Regions from separate parts of the Rattus norvegicus genome. Here region 1 is linked to region 2. The links are chromatin contacts, called in public HiChIP or PLAC-seq maps. All regions are on one chromosome and are shown on one strand. Each heading gives the region's core, a stretch centred on a gene start, on an enhancer-like site or on the middle of the called end of the contact. The rest is flanking DNA. Distances are from core to core; before and after follow the strand shown. Region 1 overlaps Matn4 (matrilin 4). Region 2 overlaps Stk4 (serine/threonine kinase 4).

Evidence for each region. HiChIP or PLAC-seq counts read pairs in DNA pulled down with a chosen protein or histone mark.
Region 1: a contact with region 2 is called in an H3K27ac HiChIP or PLAC-seq map of oligodendrocytes, with 17 times the contacts expected there. The contact joins two enhancer-like sites. A contact is called at or near these places in 2 of 12 Hi-C or Micro-C datasets (frontal cortex and prefrontal cortex) and 1 of 1 datasets of contacts at active chromatin or transcription factors (oligodendrocytes).

What each region holds. Positions count from the first base shown.
Region 1 is chr3:173,539,058-173,542,481 of GRCr8, forward strand. Matn4 (matrilin 4) reads right to left here. Exons shown (of 11, transcript NM_001106539.1): 10 at 1,304-1,411; 11 at 909-1,225. The coding sequence ends at 1,167. Among named protein-coding and RNA genes, the nearest start is that of Rbpjl, 13 kb to the right of the region's middle. Within about 2 kb of position 1,349, at least 46 of the 93 cell types and tissues checked have an H3K27ac peak or open chromatin away from gene starts, as enhancers often do.
Region 2 is chr3:173,231,655-173,235,036 of GRCr8, forward strand. The region is part of intron 10 of Stk4 (serine/threonine kinase 4); the gene reads left to right. Among named protein-coding and RNA genes, the nearest start is that of Kcns1, 29 kb to the right of the region's middle. Within about 2 kb of position 1,532, at least 36 of the 93 cell types and tissues checked have an H3K27ac peak or open chromatin away from gene starts, as enhancers often do.

The DNA of each region.
Region 1 (3,424 bases), core at 99-2,598, 310 kb after region 2:
GGGTCCTGATGATCGAACTCAGATCGCAAAGCTTGCTGGGTAACTGTGCTTGGCAGCTGAGCCATCTTGCCACCTAAGATACTAATTATCTCACAAGGCTGCGTGGGTACAAACAGATACCATGGCGATATTATGAAATCACTTAAAACCATGTCCAAGACGTATTACTGTAAGAATAATTGCTAACTACCATAAACGAAGGACCTAAAACACATGCCGGTCACAATGTCAGGTACCTTAGCATAAATTCCTCTAGCCACAGCCCTGCTTCTCCCAGTTACACCTTGTCCCAGCTTTAACAATGGCAGAATAAACCCAGAAGAGTTTATCTGAGGCTCTTCGGAACTGAAAGTATTTTAAGCTTTAGTTTATCTAAAGCGTGTACCCGGGAAGTTTGTGTTCCTTGCTGGTAGAGGTGGGGTGTGTGCGTGGGTCAGCTTTGTTTCTCGAAGGAGTGGCAGAGGGAGAACTAGAGGCTCAGGGGTGCCACCAAGTGCCAGAGGCAGATGATACAAGCCAGGTGGAGCGCATCTCTCATCCCCCACTCTTTCTGTTCAGGGCCTCAACCGAGTCTCCCACCTCCCCAGGCAGGTCCCAAGCGGCCTTTGAGCCACATTTTTGGCTCCAGAAGACAGGAATAGCAAGAAAACGAAGTGTTAGAGGATGGGGGACTCAGACTTCCTCGGACCCAAAGGTTCTCGGGGCACCCCCTCCCTCCCCACGTCCTGCATAACGGGCCATCTGTTCTGGGCTGAATAAACAAGAGACGGGAAGCAGCGGCCCCCTGCCCCCAGCCCCAGTACTGCACAATGCGCCTTTCTCCAAGAGGACGCCGCCCGGGCGCCTGCGAGCACGCTCCGTCTGAACTCCCCTCCCTCTGGCAGCATAGCAATAGCCACAAACCGACCCCGTGAAGACCAACGTGGGTTTTTTGTTTTTTTTTTTTAAGAAAAGAAAAACAAAAAAGAAATCCAACAAAGCTCGCGGCGAGTGTAGCAGTCCTTCCCCACCAGCACCTCCCCATCCCCTTGTCCCTCTCCCCTAAATCTGGCTCCTGGTCCAGGTGAGCCCAGCTCGAAGGCAGCGCTTGGGGCCCGCCAGCGCCCCCTCCCGGACGGTCCAGGCTCGGGCTCTGCCTCGCTGGCTGCTCGGACAGCATGCGACCCTCACTTCCGGCTAGCCAGCTGATTCTCCAGCTCCTCCAGGCGCTCTGTCAGCCGGGCCAGTGAGCGGTTAAGGAAAATTTGGTCTCAGAGATCCCTTCACCTGCCCGGCAACCAGCGCCTCCAGCCCCAAAGGATATGGTTCTGCGTCAGGCTCTCGAGCGCCCCCAGCGTGCGTCCCTGGAACTCCACGAGGCTTTCGCATTCGCAGGGACTCCGAAGCTCTGTCCCCGCGCTGATGCCCTCCTCTGCAAGCAGAGAAAGCCAAGAGTCAAGAGAATGAGAAGCCAACGGAAGCCCACCCGGATGTGGCTTTGACCTTCTGATACACCTCTACCGAGTCGATGGTTGAGTATGTACATACAGGCTTTGGATTTAGCCCTGTCCTGAATCCCAGCCAAGCAGCACAGAAGTTCTGGGAGAAACTCAGCCCCTCTAAGTCTTGATTCTCCCCGCATCCATAGAATGGATATAATGAAAGAGGCTACCCACTGATGGTTGTGGGGGTTAGACGATTTATGTATGTGTATCCACTTGCAAGAGAAATTCTCAAACCCTGATGCCTGCTGGGATAACCACGGAGCTTGCTAGAATCCAGATTGCAATTCAGACTGAGAATCTGTATTTTCAATAAGCTCCTAAAAACACATTAATACTGAAGTCCACGGGTTTCGCTTTGATTAGAAAAAGTCCAGATGGAGGAGCTCTCTCCAAATGAGACACGACAAACAATAGACCTGTTCTGTATCTGTCCTGCCTCATTCAATACCCACGAGCCACCTGGAGCTATTTAACACTTGAAATGTGGCTGGTGCACCCGAAGAACTCAGTGTTTATTTTGTGTTATCGTGACCAATTGTAATTCATTATACACATGTGGTGACTGAACACCATATTGGCACAGTATCTAGAGTAATGCCAGGCACGAATCAACCCTGTATTCTGTATTTCAAGTAAACCAGTTTACCTCAAGCTGTGGTCTGTGGGTAAGCAGTATTAGCATAACCTAGGAATTCGTCATAACAGCAAATTACCAAACCCCATCCCAGACCCTACTGAATCAGGATGCCGCCCAACAATCTGTGATTGCATTGATTCTGGTGAAATTAATGTTTAAATTACAGACCCAAGTCAGTGGTGCAAACCTTTGGTCCCAGTGCTCAAAAGGCAGGTGGATCTCTGTGAGTTTGAAGCCAGTCTGGTTTACAGAGTGAGTTCCAGGACAGTCAAAGCTACACAGACACACACACACACACACACACACACACACACACACACACACACACTGTCTCAAAAGCAAAAAACAAAAAATTATGGATCTGAGTTTATCTCCACATGTACTTCAACATCTAAGAGCAGAATTCAGATAAACTTGATTGCCTACAATTCCTTAAAAGTACAGAAAATAATGGTGATTATTACAGAGATAGCATCACTGTTAGCCCACACCATTTTCTATTTTTATTTTTTTATTATATGCGTGAGAGCAGACCACAGCACTCATCAGAGAACAACTTTTGGGAGTCAGCTCTCTCCTCCCACCTTTTTGAGTCAGGGTCTCTCTTTGGCTTTGCCTCTCTATGTGTCCAGGCTAGCTAGGCCTGCCTGGTCCCCTACAAGGTCCAACTGCTCCCCACAGGCACGTCTGGATCCTTCTCCCTGCAGCTGAAGACCAAATGCATTACAGTAATGGCATTTATGGTCTATGTCCCCCTGAAAGTGCAAGCCACTGTAAAAATAGAATAAAATAAATAAACAACCCTGTCCTGTCACTTTGCCAAGTCTATAAAGTTGAATCCCAACAAGCTGGAGGGTTATAATCAGTTCTGTTTATGAATGATAAATTTGGCTTGCTTTTCAAAGTTTTCTCTCAACCTGGAGAGATAGCTCAGTGGCTAAGAGCACTGGCTGCGCTTCCAGAGGTCATGAGTTCAATTCCCAGCAACCACATGGTGGCTCACAACCATCTGTAACTTCAACCCCACGAAACTGACCCCCGCTTCTGGCCTCCACATGGACCAGGCCCGTACATACATGCTTCACTGACTCTGATGTGCACACAAAGCATGTGAGGGGCCGCTTCACTGTCCGGGGCTGCATTTCTGACAAGCCATGGCAAGGTGACAGAACTGGTCCCCACTTTAAATAACAAGCTCTGTGTAGAGAGCCATAGCTGGAAGGGTAGTGAAGTGCTGAGGACCAGGGCATCTAGCAGAGTCTAGACAAGACAAGAGACCACGCCCCCACTCCACCCCGACCCC
Region 2 (3,382 bases), core at 282-2,781:
AGTCTCACACAACTGAAATCTTTCTGCCTATAGTTTTAATTTTCTCATCTAACATGACCTATTTCAGTGTATAATTAAAAATGTGTGTGACCCATCTTTAATAAATGACTGTTTTTAGTTATGCGTGTGGGTGCGTGAACATGAGTGCAGGTGTCGGCAGGGGCCAGAGATGCTGAATCTCCCTGGAACTGGAGTTTCAGACACGGGGCAGACACCCTTGAGGGTGCTTGGAACCGAGTGCAGGTCCTCTGGAAGAACAGAACCGCTGAACCTCCGTCCAGTCCCCTAGTCATACCTTTTTAAAAATAATGTTTGAGATAAAGTTTAGCAGTATAGCCTATGCTGACCTCAAATTCACTATCCTCTTGTCTCAACTTCCCTTTTACTGTCATTATAGGTGGCTACCACTATACCTGTTTAAAATACTTGCTTATGGTCATATGATAGTCGTTACATTGTATAATTGACCTAATCAGTCAATTTATTTGACATTTAGTATTTTGAGCTCTTAGTTTGGATCATTCTAATGTATCAAACCAGGAATTTTCTTGGCTACAAGAGAGCTGCCTGGGGTCTGGGTGATTGTACATTATTTGTGGGACTCCTCCCTCAGTTCAGTGTGTGAAGTGGCTATAAACCACGGACTCTGTGCTCTCAGACTCTTCCCACCGGCTCTCTGGTCGTCCAGTGTTTGTTTGCATTTTCATCGTTTTCAGGGGAGGTTTCTTCTCCTCACACTGCTGGGTTAGAAGAAAGGTGAAGGAGACTGAGCTGTATTTAGGTCTCCGGCCTGCTGGTGCCCAGTGAGTGCCCAGGAGCTGGCCTGGCCTGGGTAAATGCTGCATGCCAGTGGGTCCTCACTGGGAGGCGGCCATGCTGACTCTTCTGAATGCTTCCTGACTGGGCACACTGTTTTGTTTCAACTTCTTTTGGGGTTTTGTTTTGTTTTGTTTTGTTTTTCTTTTTCTGTAAAGCCAATCTTAAAGTATGTTGAGGCTGAATTCATTTGTACTATGGACTATAATGAGGTCTTGTGCTCCTTACTTTCAGAAACGTGGCCAGAAATAGCCATCTGAAAGAGACATGTGTCAGGCTGTCCAGGGGACGCTGCTGTGCAGATAAACACTGTGTGAGAATCCGCATTGCCAGTGAATGGCGCCTTTGTCTCAGAACCCACAGCTCCTGCTTCTGCTGTGATTGCAATGTCGGGTCTGAGCTGGCTTGTGACAGTTACTGCGATGGCGCTGAAAACAGAACTTGAATGCTTGTGGTTTGTGACCCCAAGGGCCACTTGAAACACACAAAAGTAAAACAGAACATACACTAAACAGAAAACCCAAAACAACATTGCTCCAGCTCGAGGCTGTTTTCATTTGCTCTCTGGGGTTTGAGAGCCTGATCCTTTCATTCTCTGATGGCAAAGGATGGTTTCAGTCTCAAACACGGTCAGCTTTCTGAGTCCAGACTAGCTCAGAAACTGGTCCTGAGAACCGCAGACAAGTCTGCACAGTGGCCCTCCGAAGGCCACTCCCCTGTCTCCCTGTGGTGACCGAGGCTGGCAGCTCACACATCCTCTTGTATTCCAGTGCTGCTCAGAACTTAGCTGTTGCTGGTTCTGCTGAATGATGAAGGTAACGTCCCCGGGTAGAGACGCTGGGTGACGATTTCATTAGAAGTGCAGACCTCACACTCAGAAGCAGCTGACAGCTGGTGGACGTTACATTGGCTCTTGTTAGCTCTGCCCAGCTACGGTTCTAGCACTTTGGGAGACTGAAGAAGGAGGGCTGCTTAAAGTTGGAGGCTAGCCTGGGCTACCTAGTAAGACCTCGCCTTAAAAAAATTACCGTATAACTAGATCCTTAGCTCTTGCCCCCTCTTCAGCAGAGTCAGTACTGGTTCCTACTTGCAGTTTAGATGCCTTCTCTCGTGTGTTTCTTGGTCTTTAGGTCTGTAGGTCTGCTCTGGTCATTTTGCTTGACTTGCACCGTGGCAAGAGCCGGGGCACATGGTGGCTCTGGACTCCTCTCACGGTCAGTCATTACCAGATTGGTAGTACTGGGAGTTAGGGGTTAACATACATCCAGTGTACAGAGAGTATACCTTGCCCTGTGATGCCGTGACTGTCTCTGTCCACGCCGTCTGCAGACCATCAGCTTTGTCAGTGCTGTCAGACTTTCAGTCCTTAACCTTACTCCATTCCTGGTGACTCTGGGTTTTGTCCCTGTGAAATTTTGGTTTGTCTTAAGTCTTTAAGGCAGTGGCATCAGTTCTGGACTTTGAGCTCTGTGGCAGAACCCTCGCAGAGCCTGTGTGAGGCTCTTCACTCAGGCCTGGCAACTGCAGAAAAAGTATAGAAGACCAGAGTCGCTCTTTCCTTTTTAATACATACATGTAAGGCTGTAACATTTCCTTACATGTTACCTTACAACTGGCAATTTTTTTTTTTTTTTTTTTTTGTTCTTTTTTTCGGAGCTGGGGACCGAACCCAGGGCCTTGTGCTTCCTAGGCAAGCGCTCTACCACTGAGCTAAATCCCCAACCCCACAACTGGCAATTTTGATATGCAGGTGTTTGTTTTGTAAAGTCAGGTTTATTGAGATTTAATTTACATAATATAAAATTTGTTCCTGTTATATACGGTTTGATGAACTTTGACTGATGTGCACAGTTTTATAAGTAGCCATAATTAAGTCACTCTGAAGTTTCCCATGACCTGGCTTTTGTCTTTTCTAAGGTATATGTCTTTGGCCAACTCTTCTGAAATGCCCTACAAGCTTGTCTATAGCCCAGTCTTACGGAAGTGTCTTCTCAGTTGAAGCCGCTCCCCAAAGCAGACTCCAGCTTGGTCTGAGTGGACACAGAATGAGTGGGTACAGGCTTTGAATTCGGATTCGTAGCTCTCGTGGATTTAAGATCATGTTGGCAGTTTTCCGGCTTACATTTCTCTTTGGGGTTTGGCATCCCAGAATGTTTTCATGAGCCCACATGTATTTACCTATACTCTTCCTCCCTGGAATAGTTCAGGGCTGTTCAGGAGATAGAAACCACAGACTGGGCTGCACAGGCGAAAGACAGAGCACATGGGGGAGTCACCAGTGGGAATGTGAGGCAAGAAACTGCTCACTGATCTGCAGTCCCTGACCTGCACACCTGCACCTGCACACCTGCACACCTGCACACCTGCACACCTGCACCTGCACACCTGCACCTGCACACCTGCACGCCTGCACCTGCACACCTGCACCTGCACACGTGTGTGGTCTGCAGTCAGACCGTTCACAAGGTTCACAAGAGGGCAGCAGTGCATGGACCTGGAGGGTGGAGCCTCAGGTCCCATGGACACAGTGACGGTCACAGGCTGAGTCCTAGCTGCTGCCTGTTTG